Linked DNA regions of Mus musculus: region 2 is linked to region 1. A link is a contact called in public HiChIP or PLAC-seq data. All regions are on one chromosome and are shown on one strand. The core of a region is the stretch at or near the end of the contact, and the rest is flanking DNA. Distances in the headings are between cores, read along the strand shown. Region 1 overlaps Tmem260 (transmembrane protein 260). Region 2 has its middle 4.0 kb from the start of Gm23470.

The links. HiChIP or PLAC-seq counts read pairs in DNA pulled down with a chosen protein or histone mark.
Region 2: a contact with region 1 is called in an H3K27ac HiChIP or PLAC-seq map of embryonic stem cells, with 9 times the contacts expected there. The contact joins two enhancer-like sites. A contact is called at or near these places in 10 of 39 promoter capture datasets (the HPC-7 cell line, cranial neural crest, frontonasal cranial neural crest and 7 more), 1 of 15 datasets of contacts at CTCF or cohesin (stem cell-derived epiblast-like cells), 15 of 484 Hi-C or Micro-C datasets (the BV-2 cell line, LSK cells, Th1 cells and 7 more), 16 of 115 datasets of contacts at active chromatin or transcription factors (cardiomyocytes, embryonic basal ganglia, embryonic fibroblasts and 6 more) and 1 of 9 other capture datasets (embryonic stem cells).

The regions. Positions count from the first base shown.
Region 1 is chr14:48,502,694-48,509,083 of GRCm38.p6, forward strand. It overlaps Tmem260 (transmembrane protein 260), which reads left to right. Exons shown (of 16, transcript NM_172600.4): 13 at 2,552-2,728; 14 at 4,450-4,503; 15 at 6,342-6,390. Among named protein-coding and RNA genes, the nearest start is that of 4930572G02Rik, 55 kb to the right of the region's middle. Within about 2 kb of position 1,633, at least 12 of the 459 cell types and tissues checked have an H3K27ac peak or open chromatin away from gene starts, as enhancers often do. A contact at or near this core is called in embryonic stem cells and epiblast stem cells, where this site is marked.
Region 2 is chr14:48,994,645-49,000,968 of GRCm38.p6, forward strand. No RefSeq gene overlaps it. Among named protein-coding and RNA genes, the nearest start is that of Gm23470, 4.0 kb to the right of the region's middle. Within about 2 kb of position 4,332, at least 19 of the 459 cell types and tissues checked have an H3K27ac peak or open chromatin away from gene starts, as enhancers often do. A contact at or near this core is called in embryonic stem cells and epiblast stem cells, where this site is marked.

The sequences.
Region 1 (6,390 bases), core at 383-2,882:
CTACGAGACCTGACATGTGTACACTGTGCGTGGCATCCCACAGTGAGGATACAGGATGGTCCAGCCCTGACATGTGTACACTGTGCATGGCATCCCACAGTGAGGATACAGGATGGTCCAGCCCTGACATGTGTACACTGTGCATGGCATCCCACAGTGAGGATGCAGGATGGTCCAGTGCAAATGTTCTTGTGCTGCTCTTGTACAGCAGCTGCTGTGTTCACAGCCCCACTTCGGCTACCAGTGCTCCGCTCCTCACTGTGGAGAATCCACGGTTTCCAGGGTGTCAGGGCGTAACCTAGAGTCCCTCGTGCTTCACTCAGTGTGGTGGTAGCCTGAAAACCATTCAGACTGTTGACTGATTGGTCCTGAAAGCCTGCCATCCCAGGAGGACGCTGAGGCAGGAAGATCATGGGTTCAGTACCAGTCTAGGCTACAGAGAGAGTTTAAAGCCAGCAGGAGTAGCTTTAACCTTGTCCCATAGTAAAAAGAGGGCTGGAGGCAAGGCTGGGTATAGAGTGCTCATGGTGACTCTTGACCCTCCGTGTGTGCTGGGGGTGGGGTGGAGCAAGAGTCCTTGAGTATGATAAAACCACAGGGACCAGACAGTTCACAGACTGTCCACAGCCACCATAGCCACCCAGTCCAGTGGCTTCTGGGTCTCTGGTCTCATAGACTCACAGGATAAAATTCACAGATAATGGAGAGGTTGAGTTTTGTTATAGGTAAGAGCTCGAGAGAGAGGAAGGAAGCGGAGGTGTGTGTAAGCAAGACCCAGGCAAGGGCTGCCCTGAGGGTCCTGCTCTAGGGATTGATATATTTTTATTAGATAGAGGCACTGTGTGGGGTGGCCGGGTCAGTCCAGTTCTCCCACCCACAAGGTGTTCACGGTACCTCTCCATCCTGGTGACTGAGCTGGAGTTCAGGACACACCTAAAGGGTCTGATCCCCCTCATAGCTTCCTGGACTCTGTGCTCATTAGATTGCAATACAAAAGGAGAAAGATTAGAATAAACCAGAGCACACACCAGTACCCTTAAACATTTTTGGTCCGTTTTTTCCTTTGGCCAGTAAAACCAAGGTCATTTTTTTTTTTGGCTTACTTTTGACCCCACATCCCTGCCTGATCCGTTTTCATCATTATCCAGAGTCTGTCCAAGTCCTAAGGAGTATAGTTTGCTCTTTGACCAATTGTGTAAACCCCACATGGAGCCAGAACTCCATGGCACAGTGAACTCGTAGCTCAGTCGCCCCAGTATTTTTCCAGTTCCATAGGGCGTACTTCCTTCGTACTTTGGGCCAGAAAGCTTTCATCTTCTGCCCCGCGCAGGCGCATCCTTTCTCCCTGAGACTCTTGTCTATATCAGGCATCAGGCTGAACTCATACTGCCCCTGGAACTCAGGGTTTGGGGTCCCTAACCAGCCACACTACCATCACCACACCGCTGCTAACCCCACAGCTTCCACGTAATTGCTCCCATGCCTAGGACAAGGAACCCCCATCCCCAGTCTTCCGCCCCGGACCCCTTTCTTACTCCTTGGGCTTGAAAACTGGGAGCTGCCTTTGGCCATCCCGCTAGCTTCAGTGTGGAAAGGGAGGGAGGATGGAGCCCTGCTGATTTGGATCTGGGTTCTTTCCTGGGTCTTCTCATCCGGGTCCTCAGCTGGCTGCTGCTGGCTTCCTCCCAGAGCCTAGCCGAGTGAGGCTGTAACTGTCTTTCCCAGAGTGACCTGTCCCTCTGGAGGGAGAGCTGCATGCCTGATGCCCGTGTAGCTTTCAGCAGCCCGAGAACACTAGGCAGATGAGAAGACAGCAAGTTAAATAACTTCTCTAAATCATAGAGGCAGAAAGGGATAAGGGGAAAATGTAAGATCTCCACTCCCATTGTCTCCTTTCAAAGTTACCCAAGCCTTTAACTTTCAAATCGGTCTCCCAATGAGGTGGTCCCTTTTCTCTTTTCTTTCTACTTAACAACCACAGATTGGAAGAAAGCTATTGTTTAAGCCATTTCTGTTTCTAACTTTCCGTAGGCTCTCAGGTTCCTAACAGTTATTCAAATCTGATTAATTTAATTCCAGCCAGTATTTATTATGTGTTAACCTCGTGCTGTGTGGCATTCAGAGTTAATGCGGGCGGGGGGGCCTATCCTCAGGACGCTTCCAGGCTTCTCGGGGAGACTTACAAATGCAAATAATACACACAGAAATGACAAGAAACCAGGAGTACAGTGGCTGCGGCCGACCAGGACCTATAACTCTACCTGTAAAATAAGAAGGGATATCAAAGAAAGCATTTGTTTGTATGTGACACACCCGTTCCTGGTGAGGGCAGGAAGACGGTTCTCATTGGTTCCAGTTTGCTCCTTCCTGTAGTGTTTTGTTTTGTTTTTACAGTAAATAAATTTCATGTGCTATATTTAAGAAAGATTTAAATAAACCAACATATTCACAAATGGTGTATAAATAACTCAGGCTTATGAACTCCAAAATGACCTTTTGTGAACTAAAGGAATATAACATTTAGAACTGTATGCTCTTCTGTTTTGGGTAGAAAAGAAACATTTGTTTGCATAGGAATTCATGAAGGCGACCCAACCTGGAAAAAGGACTATTCACTTTGGCCATGGGGATCTTGTGACAAATTGGTGCCTTCAAAGATTGTATTCAACCCAGAGGAGTGGATTGAACGCACAAGAGCCATCTATAACTGGACTGAGGCCTATGAAAGGTATGGGCGGCTGTTGTGTTTTACGTAGATGTCAGTTCTGTGTGTCTAAAAAGGAAAAAGGCTACATTCTGAGATACCCTTTTTTGTCGTTTTGGGTTTTTTGAGACAAATTCTTACAATGCAGGCTGACCTTGAACTCAGGACCCTCCTGCATCAGCCTCCCAAGTGCTGGGATGAAAGGCCCGTCCCACCACACTTGGCTCTTGAGATGCTTCTTAATTTTTTGGCTTTGTTTTTCAATCAATTAGTTTCTGCCAACAACAGATCAGAACGCATGAGCAGGAGGAGACCGTCTCTGTCCCCCTCCTGTCTGGGGAATCTGAGGGATGGTGAATGGGCTCCCTGAGTCTGATGCATGCCATCTTCTGCTTTCGGGCCATGACGCCGCATGGTCCAGCAGCCTGTACTGTATCACCCTACCCGTGGAAGGGACTCCTGTGCTGTGCTTAAGCCTTACGGGCGCTCTTCTGCCCATGACACTTGCCACAAGAGTGAACTTCCAGCACACAGACGAGTTTAGCGTGTGGCTCAGTGGTGCAGCACTTTTTTACTAGCATGCGCTCGGGATGGGTGATTCAGTCTCCAGCACAAGAGCGGAAAGACAGACAGACAGTTTCTGTAAGAAAGGCTGAATCCGAGAAGCTTTCCTGTGCCTGTCTGTCATCAACCTTGTTATACTGGTTAGGGCATTATTAATTTCTTCTTAAAACATTTTTACACAGGCTTGTTCTTACCTATGTGGAAAATAAGTCAAGTAAAATAAATTGCCCCCGTTATCTGATTTTTTAAATTATGCGTTATTGAGCCTCTTCTGCTCTTGCAGAAGACCCAGCTTTGGTTCCCAGCACCCACTTGTGGTGGCTTCATAACCACCTATAAGTCTAGCTCCAGCAAGCCAACATCTTCTTCTGCCTTCTACAGCCACCTGCACGCCTATGTACATACTCCCACACACAATTAAATATAAGTATTTTACATTACTGGATTATCTATATTAGATAGCCTATTGTTTATAGTTCAGGTGCAAGAAGAGCGATCACGTTAACAGGCTCTAGGAAAGGTTTGGAGCCGGTGAGAAACACCACCACAGTGCTGACCACAGCAGAGCTTGCTGACTCACCAGTATTCATCAGAGAAGCTGGAATATTACAGCTAGCTGGCTGTGGTGGCACATGCCTAAAGTCCCAGCACCCAGGAGGCAGAGTCACCAGGATCTGAGTTCAAGACCAATCTGATCTACATAGTGAGACCCTTTCTCAAAAAAATAAAAAAATTACATTTTCTTCAGATAGCCACGTGCACACACACACACACACACACACACACACACACACACACACACACACATTGTTCCTTAGCACCATTCTCTCTAAACAGATACTTGATAAGAAATTTTAACTATAATTTTTTAAAATTTTATTATACATTTTTATTATAAAACTCTGCCTAGCAGTTGTTTGGCTGGAATTCTTCAAGCAGCCCATAGCCCAGCAGGGGTTAAGTGAAGCCCTGTGCCTCAGGAACAGCTGCCCACTGCCTGCAGCCTCTTCCCCTCTGTCCTCTGCCCCTTGAGGCAGCTACTAAAATGCAAAGCTTTGGTGTGGCTATCATCAATGCATCCAGAGCCAGCCTCTTCTAGTGCTTATAACACTATAAAGCAGGCATTGTGTGTCATGCTGTAATGTAAGCGACGAAGGAAACTGTTTTTCTTTTAACTACAGATTTGGTCCATCTTCTTGGGAATCGGTGGCCAATGAGGAGATGTGGCAAGCAAGGTGAGTGATCTACATTTTATTATTTGCAGCCTGTTTTTTAATATGTGAAGGAATAGCCCATGGTACTTTTTGTTCTGGGACTGTGGATGAGTGGGAATAAAAATAACTTCAGAACAGCTATTTGGTTCAAGACATTGTATTACTATGCATGTGTAATACATAGTAATATTAATAATCTTCATAATAACCTGTGAAGCTCTGTTATCTCCATTTTATAAAAGAGCGAGGCAGACAGATTTCCAAGGGCCCGTAATGACAGTGATGGAGTCCAGAGCTCAGTGTAACCCCGAGGCATCCTGACTCCTGGGCTCTGTTCTGTAATTAGGCAATACAGCCATGGCTCCATTCGTGCTATGCCAGTTTGTCATTAACACACTCAGCTAATGCTTACAGAGGCCAGGCGGTGTGCCAGGCCAGAAGCTACACAGGACGGTGACAGTCCCTGCCCTCATGGAGCACAGTTTGTCACAGCAGACTACATGAAAAGACATCACCCGCTACTCACAGAGACTGCTCACAGAGAGAGGCACGCTGTTCCAGATGGATCACTTCTTGGTGGCACTGCTGCTTTTTCTTGGTCTCTGTCATTATTTTTGAATAATCAACCAACAGGAGCCGGCAAGATGGCTTCGAGGGTAAAGGCACTTGCTGCCAAGCCCAGTGACTTGAGTTGATCCTTGGAACCCACAGGTTCCATAAATTGTCCTCTAGTTACCATATTTAAGATACAGCTTGCAGACTCACACAGATGCAAAATAAATAAATGTAAAAAAATTAAAGTAAAATAAAACCAACACAAATCAAACTTTGGCCATTCATGCAAAACTCCTAGGCAATATAGAACAGGGTCTCTCACACATATGGAGTTCTTCCTTCTGCAAAAATATGTTGATGCCCAATCTATGCCAGAGATTATGTTCTGAGGATAGAGTTAGGATATAAATCATATATATATATATATATATGGATTTATTAAGAATTGCCAAGAAATATAGCTCCTTGGACAAGCAAGATGGCTCAACAGGTAAAGGTGCACTTGGCTCCAAATGTGTCAGCCTGAGTTCAAACCTCACTACTACATGGTAGCCAGAGAAAACTGATTCCTGCAAGTTGTCCTATGACTTCTACATTGTAGCATGTATAGCCCTGTGCCCCGCCCCCACACACACCCAAAATAAATAAATAAGAAAAAAAAAGTAATAAAAATCTTTTTAAAGAAAGAAACATAACTCCAATATAAAGATTGCAAAATATCTGTAGTGTAATTTGTATCAGAGAGCTTTTTGAAAAAGTTAGAAAGTGGCATAAAGTTGCCAGTCTAGTTACAGGGGCAAACAGATGCACTGAGGATCTGATCAAAAATTCTCTGCACAGTTGTTCATTGTGATTGAATCTGGGAAAGCAGAGTGACTTCATGTGAAAGAGGGAAGCAGGACACTACCTGCGCAGGCGCTGATTTAACTGGTGTGCCGAATACCATTTGGATGTTTGGGTGCTCAGAATGTCTACCCAGTTTTTTATAGAACTGGTTGCCCATGACATAGCTGCCACCGGTGACAGGTACCTTCAGGGATGTACTGGCAAGCCCAGCAATGCTCCCTGTCTCAGACTGCTCTTCCATAACAGCAACGGGCACCTTCAGGGAACCACACAGTGATGAGCCTTTTCCCAAAACATTTTAGTGTTGAGCATGAGTGCCGCTGTGTCCTAGGGGGCTTTTGGATCCTGTTGGTTCAGAGTAAATTTCCATGAACATGAGAGAATGAAGAATGCACACACAAAAATTTGTCCATTCCCCATCTTGATGTTTCTAATGAGGGTTCTTCCTCCACCCACAGAATGAAGACTCCATTCTTCATCTTCAGTCTGGCAGAGTCTGCTGCAGTT
Region 2 (6,324 bases), core at 3,082-5,581, 490 kb after region 1:
ATAAAATAGCAGCAATATCTGCTGAAGAGTTCATGTACAGATTAAAGCAGCATATACCACAGGAGTATTCTATGACTGTTATGTTAGCTGTTATCATTAGGAGTTCCATATTCTCAAAAAAAAAAAAACCTGAGGGAAATCTGGAAATGGAAAATTTAGGAACTTGAATAGGAACCTCAGAGGCTACAATAACAGAATATAAGAATGGAAGAGAGACTCTCAGACACTGAAAACAAGGTAGAAGAACATTTTCAGTGAAAGAAAATGTTAAATCTAAAAAACTTTAGGCAAAGAACATCCAGGAACTCTTGGATACCATGAAAGACCAAATCTAGAAATAGTAAGAACAGATAAAGGAGGAAAATACAACAAAATAAAACAAAAAAATCAGGTCAAAGGCACAAAAATATTTTTAACAAAATTATAGAACAAAAATTCCTAACCTAAAGAAGGACGTGCCTTCAAGGTATAAGAATCATACGGATTACAAAATAGACTGGACAAGGAAAGAAATTCTCCTGGTACATAATAATTAAAATACTAAACATACCGAACAAATAAGGAATATTAAAAGCATCAAAGGGAAAATATCATGTAATATATAAAAGTAGATCTATTAGATAACACCTGGCTTCTCAATGGAGACTCTAAAAGACAAAAGGGCCTGGAAAGATGTTCTACAAACTCTAAAAAATACAAATGCCAGCTCAGACTACTATACCCAACAAAACTTTCCATCACAATATATAGAGGGGGGAAAAAGACATTCTATGATCTTAATTTAAGAGTTTCTATCTACAAATCCAGTCCTACAGAAGTCAAGAGAAAGAAAACTTCAACCTTAAGAGGTTAACCATACCAAAAAACTCCACAAGAAAGAAATATTCCCAGACCAGCAAATCAAGAGAGGGAAAAAGAAAACCACACAACAAAGTAACAGGAACCATCAAACACTACTCATTGATGACTCTAAACATCAATGGCCTTAATTCCCCAATGAAAAGACACAGACTAACAGAATGGATGCAAAAACAGGATCCATCTTTCTGCTGCATTCAAAAAAACACACCTTAACATCAAAGATAGTATCACCTCAGGGTAAATTTTGGGTGAAAAATATTTTGCAAGCAAATAGACCTAAGAAGCAAGCTGGTATAGCTATTTTAATATTTGACAAAACAGTCTTCAAAACTGATCACAAGAAATAGGGAAAGATACTACATACTCATCAAAGGATAGCATCATCAAAAGGATATTAAGTCTTGACATTTCTACACCACACACAGCGGCATCTTCAGTTCATAAAGAAGACACTGAAGTAGGAGACTTCAATGCCCCACTCTCACCAACAGGCAGGTAATCCAGACAAACAACTAAACAGAAATGTTGGAACTGACTGAAGTTTTAGAAAGCAAATGCACTGGACAATATTTACAGAACATTTCACTCAATCACAAAATAATACATTTTTTTTCCAGTAACTCATGGAACCTTCTCCAAAGTTGATCACAGTCTCAACACACAGCCAGCCTGAACAGGTACAAGAAAGTTGAAATAACACCCTGCATCCTATCTGCACACCACAGAATAACAGTAAAAACAACCAAAAGCTTGCAAACCCAAAAAGCTGAACAAATCACAATTGAATGAAAAGTGGGTTGAGACAGAAATTAAGGCAGAAATAAATGACTTTCTAGAGTTGCACGAAAACAAAAAGGCAAAGTGCCCAGTGAGAACCATGAAGGCTGTTTCAAAAGGCACGTTCATATCACTAAGTGACTACATAAAAAAAAACTGGAGAGAGAGCTCATACTAATGACTTAATAGCACATCTGAAAGCTCTAGAAGAAAAAGAAGAAACCATACCCCAAGAGAGTAGATGACAAAAAATAATCAAACAGGGCAAAGTAAATAGAAATGACGATAACAACAAAACAATCCCCCCCAAAAAATCAATGAAACAAAGAAATGGTTCTTTGGGAAAAAATCAATACAATTGACAGCCTCAGCCAAATTAACCAAAAGACAGGGAGGAAAGCTCCACCTAACCTTAGAGATGAAAGGGAACATAACAACAGACACCAAGGAAAGCCAGAGAATCTTAAGAATATACTTTGAAATCCTGTACTCTACCAAATTGGAAAATCTGAAAGAAATGGATAATTTTTCTTGTTATTTACCACCTACCAAAATCAAATCAAGACCAACCAACTTAAACAGACCTATAGCCCCTAGTGAAATAGAAGCAGTAATTAAAAATCTACCAAAGAAATACTCCTCAAACTAGTCCACTAAATAGAAACAGAAAGAACATTGCTCAATTTATTTTATGATGCCACAGTTACCCTGATACCCAAAATCACATAAGGACCCAAGAAAAAGAGAATTAAAGACCAATCTTCCTTATGAACATAGATGCAAAAATTCTCAAGAAAATATTAGCAAACCAACAAGAGCACATTAAAAAGATCATCCAACATGATCAAATAGACTTCGTTCCAGAGATCCAGGGATGATTCAACATTTGTAAATCCACAAATCAGCAATCCACCATATAAATAAACTGAAAAACAAAAACCACACGATCATCTCCTTAGATGCAGAAAAGGCTTATGACAAAATCCAACACCCTTTCATGATAAAAGTTCTGGAGAGATTAGAGATACAAGGGACACACCTCAACATAATAAAGGTGATATACATTGAGCCCACAGCCAATATCACCTAAACGGAAATTCAATCCATTTCCTCTAAAATCAGGAGGAAGACAATGTTGTGTACTCTATGTATACCTATTCAGTATGGAACTTAATGTTGTAGCAATAAGACAGCTGAGGAGATCAAGGGGATACAAACTGGAAAGGGGGAAGTCAAAGTAATCAAAGTGTATTTATTTGCAGATGGCATAATAGTATATAGAAGTGACCCCCCCCCAAATTTCTATTAGGAAACTTCTACAGCTGATAAAAACTTTCAGCAAAGTAGCTGGATACAAAGTTAACTCATAAAACAGTAGCCTTCCTATATACAAATAACAGATCAAGAAAGAAGTCAGGGGAATGACACTTTTCATCATAGCCTCAAATAATATATAAAATATCTTGAGGTAACTCTAACCAAGCAAGTGAATGACATGAACGATAAAAACTTTAAGATGTTGAAGAAAGAAACTGAAGATGAAAAGATCTCCCATGTTCATGGATCAGTAGGGATAACACAGTAAAAATGGCCATCCTACCAAAAGCAATCTAGAGATTCAACACAAAATTCCAACACAATTCTTCACGAGACCGTTAAAGGACAATTCTCAGCTTCATACAGAAACACAAAAATACCAAGCATAACTAAAATAATGTTGAGTAGTAAAAGAACTGCTGGAGGTATCACCATTTCCAACCTCAAATTGGACTACAGAGCTATAGTAGTAAAAACAGTGTTATTGCACAGAAACAGACATGTTCATCAATTGGATCTAATTGAAGACCCAGACATAAATCCCCACACCTATAAGCAAGCCCTTGATTTTTGATGAAGAGACCAGGAATACACACTTGGGAGAAAAGACAGCATCTTCAAGCTGAATGGATCCACACAGACCACCTTGCACAAAACTCAACTCCAAATGAATCAAAGACCTCAACATAAAATTAGATGCACTGAGCCTGATAGAAGAGAGAGTGGAAAACTGTTGCAGGGAATATTAAAAAGATTTGGCATGTTCCTGTGCTTGTTCTGGCAACTCTCTGCCCCGGTGGCCCAGCTGGTCATGCACTGGAAGGCAATGTTCGACCTGTTTTTATCTGACTCAGAACTCCACAATCTCTCCACCCAGCTTGCTAGGTTCCCACTGGTGGGTTACTACCACCCCAACTCTGCTTCAAATCCCCCATGGCCTTTGTGGTGCACCTCAGGCAAACCCATGCTTTTGCCTTTCTCTCCTAAACTTGGACTAGCCGCCCCATGAAGGAAAAAGCAGCACAAACTTAGTTCAGAAATGACAGGTAACTCAATTGCTGAGTGCAGCAACTAAAATCCTAATCTTGTAAGCCTTATTAAGTCTAGATCCTCTGGTGGCAAATCCTGATGGATCCATCATTGAAACCAGGAGACACTCGTAGCTACATCTTGTCCTCATGCTATCTCTTCCCCAAAAGATCCTAACTCTCTCCTGCTTCCTCTCTTCCTCTGTCCAACCTGGAAGTCCCTCCTACTTGCCCAGTGATTGGCTCCTTTATTCATTAGTGGATTGGTTCACACGAAGTCACCTGAGTATGACTCACTCTTTGTCCCTCCCAGGAGAGTGGTTTAGCATCAACATACAAATAGCACCAGGCCCTTCCACAACAGGAAACAGCCTTGAACTCATTAGCACAAGAAAAGAACGCGATTAGCACAGGCACTATGGTCAACAACTTGTAAGTAGGATCTCATGACACTGAAACGCTTCTGTAAGGCAAAGAACACCAAGCAGGCACCTACAGAATGGGAGAAATCCCCCCACCCCTCCAACTACACATCTGACAGAGGGCTAATATTGAAAATTTATAAAGAACTAAGAAAAACTAAGCAAACAAACAAACAAAAAACCCTGCATACCAAGAAATCAAATAACCCAATTTTTAAAATGGGGTACAGATCTAAGTAGAGAATTCTCAGAAGAGAAACCTCAAATGGCTGAGTAAACACTTAACAATGTTTAACATTCCTTTTCTTCTCTCTGTCTCTCTCTCGTTTTGTTTTGTTTTGTTTTTTTTGTTTTTTGTTTTTTGAGACAGGCTTTCTCTGTGTAACTATGGCTGTCCTTGAATTCATTATGTGGACCAGGCTGGCCTTGAACTAAGAGATCCTCCTGCTTCTGCTGGGTCTAAAGATGTGTGCTACCACTGCCTGGCTAAACACTCTTAGTTATCAGGGAAAGGCAAATCTAAATTTTATCTTATAATTGTCAGAATGGCCAAATTCAATAGCTCGTGCTGGCAAGGATGTGGAATGAAGGGAACACTTGTCCATTGCTGGTGAGTGTGCAAACTTGTACAGCCACTATGGAAATCAGTGTAGTGGTTCCTCAAGAGGATGGGAATTGCTCTACCTCAAGACCTGGCTCTACTACTCTCAGACATATACCCAAAGGATAAGATGCCTCGTCCTCCCACAGAGACACTTGCTCAACCATGTTCATTGTGTTGTTCTAGTCATAACAGCCAGAAATTGGAAGTAACCTAGATGTCCCCCTCAATAGATGAATGGATAAAGAAAATGTGGTACATTTACAAATGACATATTGTTCAGTTGCTAAAAAAAATCATGAAATTTGCAGATAAATATGGATGGAACTAGAAAAAAATGCCCTTTAGTGATCCAGAAACAAAACTATGGTATGGATTCATTTATATGTGGATATTTGCTGCTAAGTTTTTGATGACCAAGTTATAACCTACAGAACTGCAGATGTTCTACTGGGGGTGATCTTTCTAGGAAAGAGAAATAGGCTAAATAGTTAGGAACTGATGTGGTGGGTAGGGACTGGAATGGGAAGATCAAGCAGGAAGGTGAAGAGAATACAGGGAGAGACAGCCAAATTGAAGGGGCCATCTTATGGGTGGTTATTGTAATCTACTACAGTGGAAGCTCCCTGAAATACATTTTATGTATGTTAGGAGATCTAGCTAAAATCACCAAATAACAGGGGAGACAGAGCCCCAACTGGCTATCTCTTGTTACCAAATGAACCTTCCAGAACTAGGTTTGGCTTACATCTAATTAAATTGTTGGCCAAAGGAGTTCCACAGGAATTGGGTTCCCCAAACAACCCACGCTGTTGCCCAGGCTGTAGATTGCTCTTCACAAACTGAGAGCAAGACCCTATTTCTGAAGACAGCAACTACACAACTCACTGAACACAGAGAAGTTGAGCTGGTGCCTACCTAGAACTTCATCTAGAGCTTCTTGGTACCGGGAGATACTCTGCACACTACCAAAAGAGAAACATAAACACCAAGCCAGCCACAAACCCTTTATCTATAATGATGTCCTGACTGCAAGATAGATACACTAGTGCAATGGTGGCCACAACATTGTGGGAATAGCTAACCAATAACTGATTTGACTTAAGGCCCATTCTATGAGATGGAGTCCATACCCAGTGCTTCTTGGGTAACCAAGAACCTGAGACTAGATAGCCCAGGGACCCAGGGTAAAACCAAATACTACTGCTCTGTTAATGGAATGTAGCAATAAAATGACTCCTGTTGACATTCTGCCACACATAGGTCAGAGACTTGCTCAGACACTACCTGAGCAGCTTCCTCCTGTAATGGATGGGAC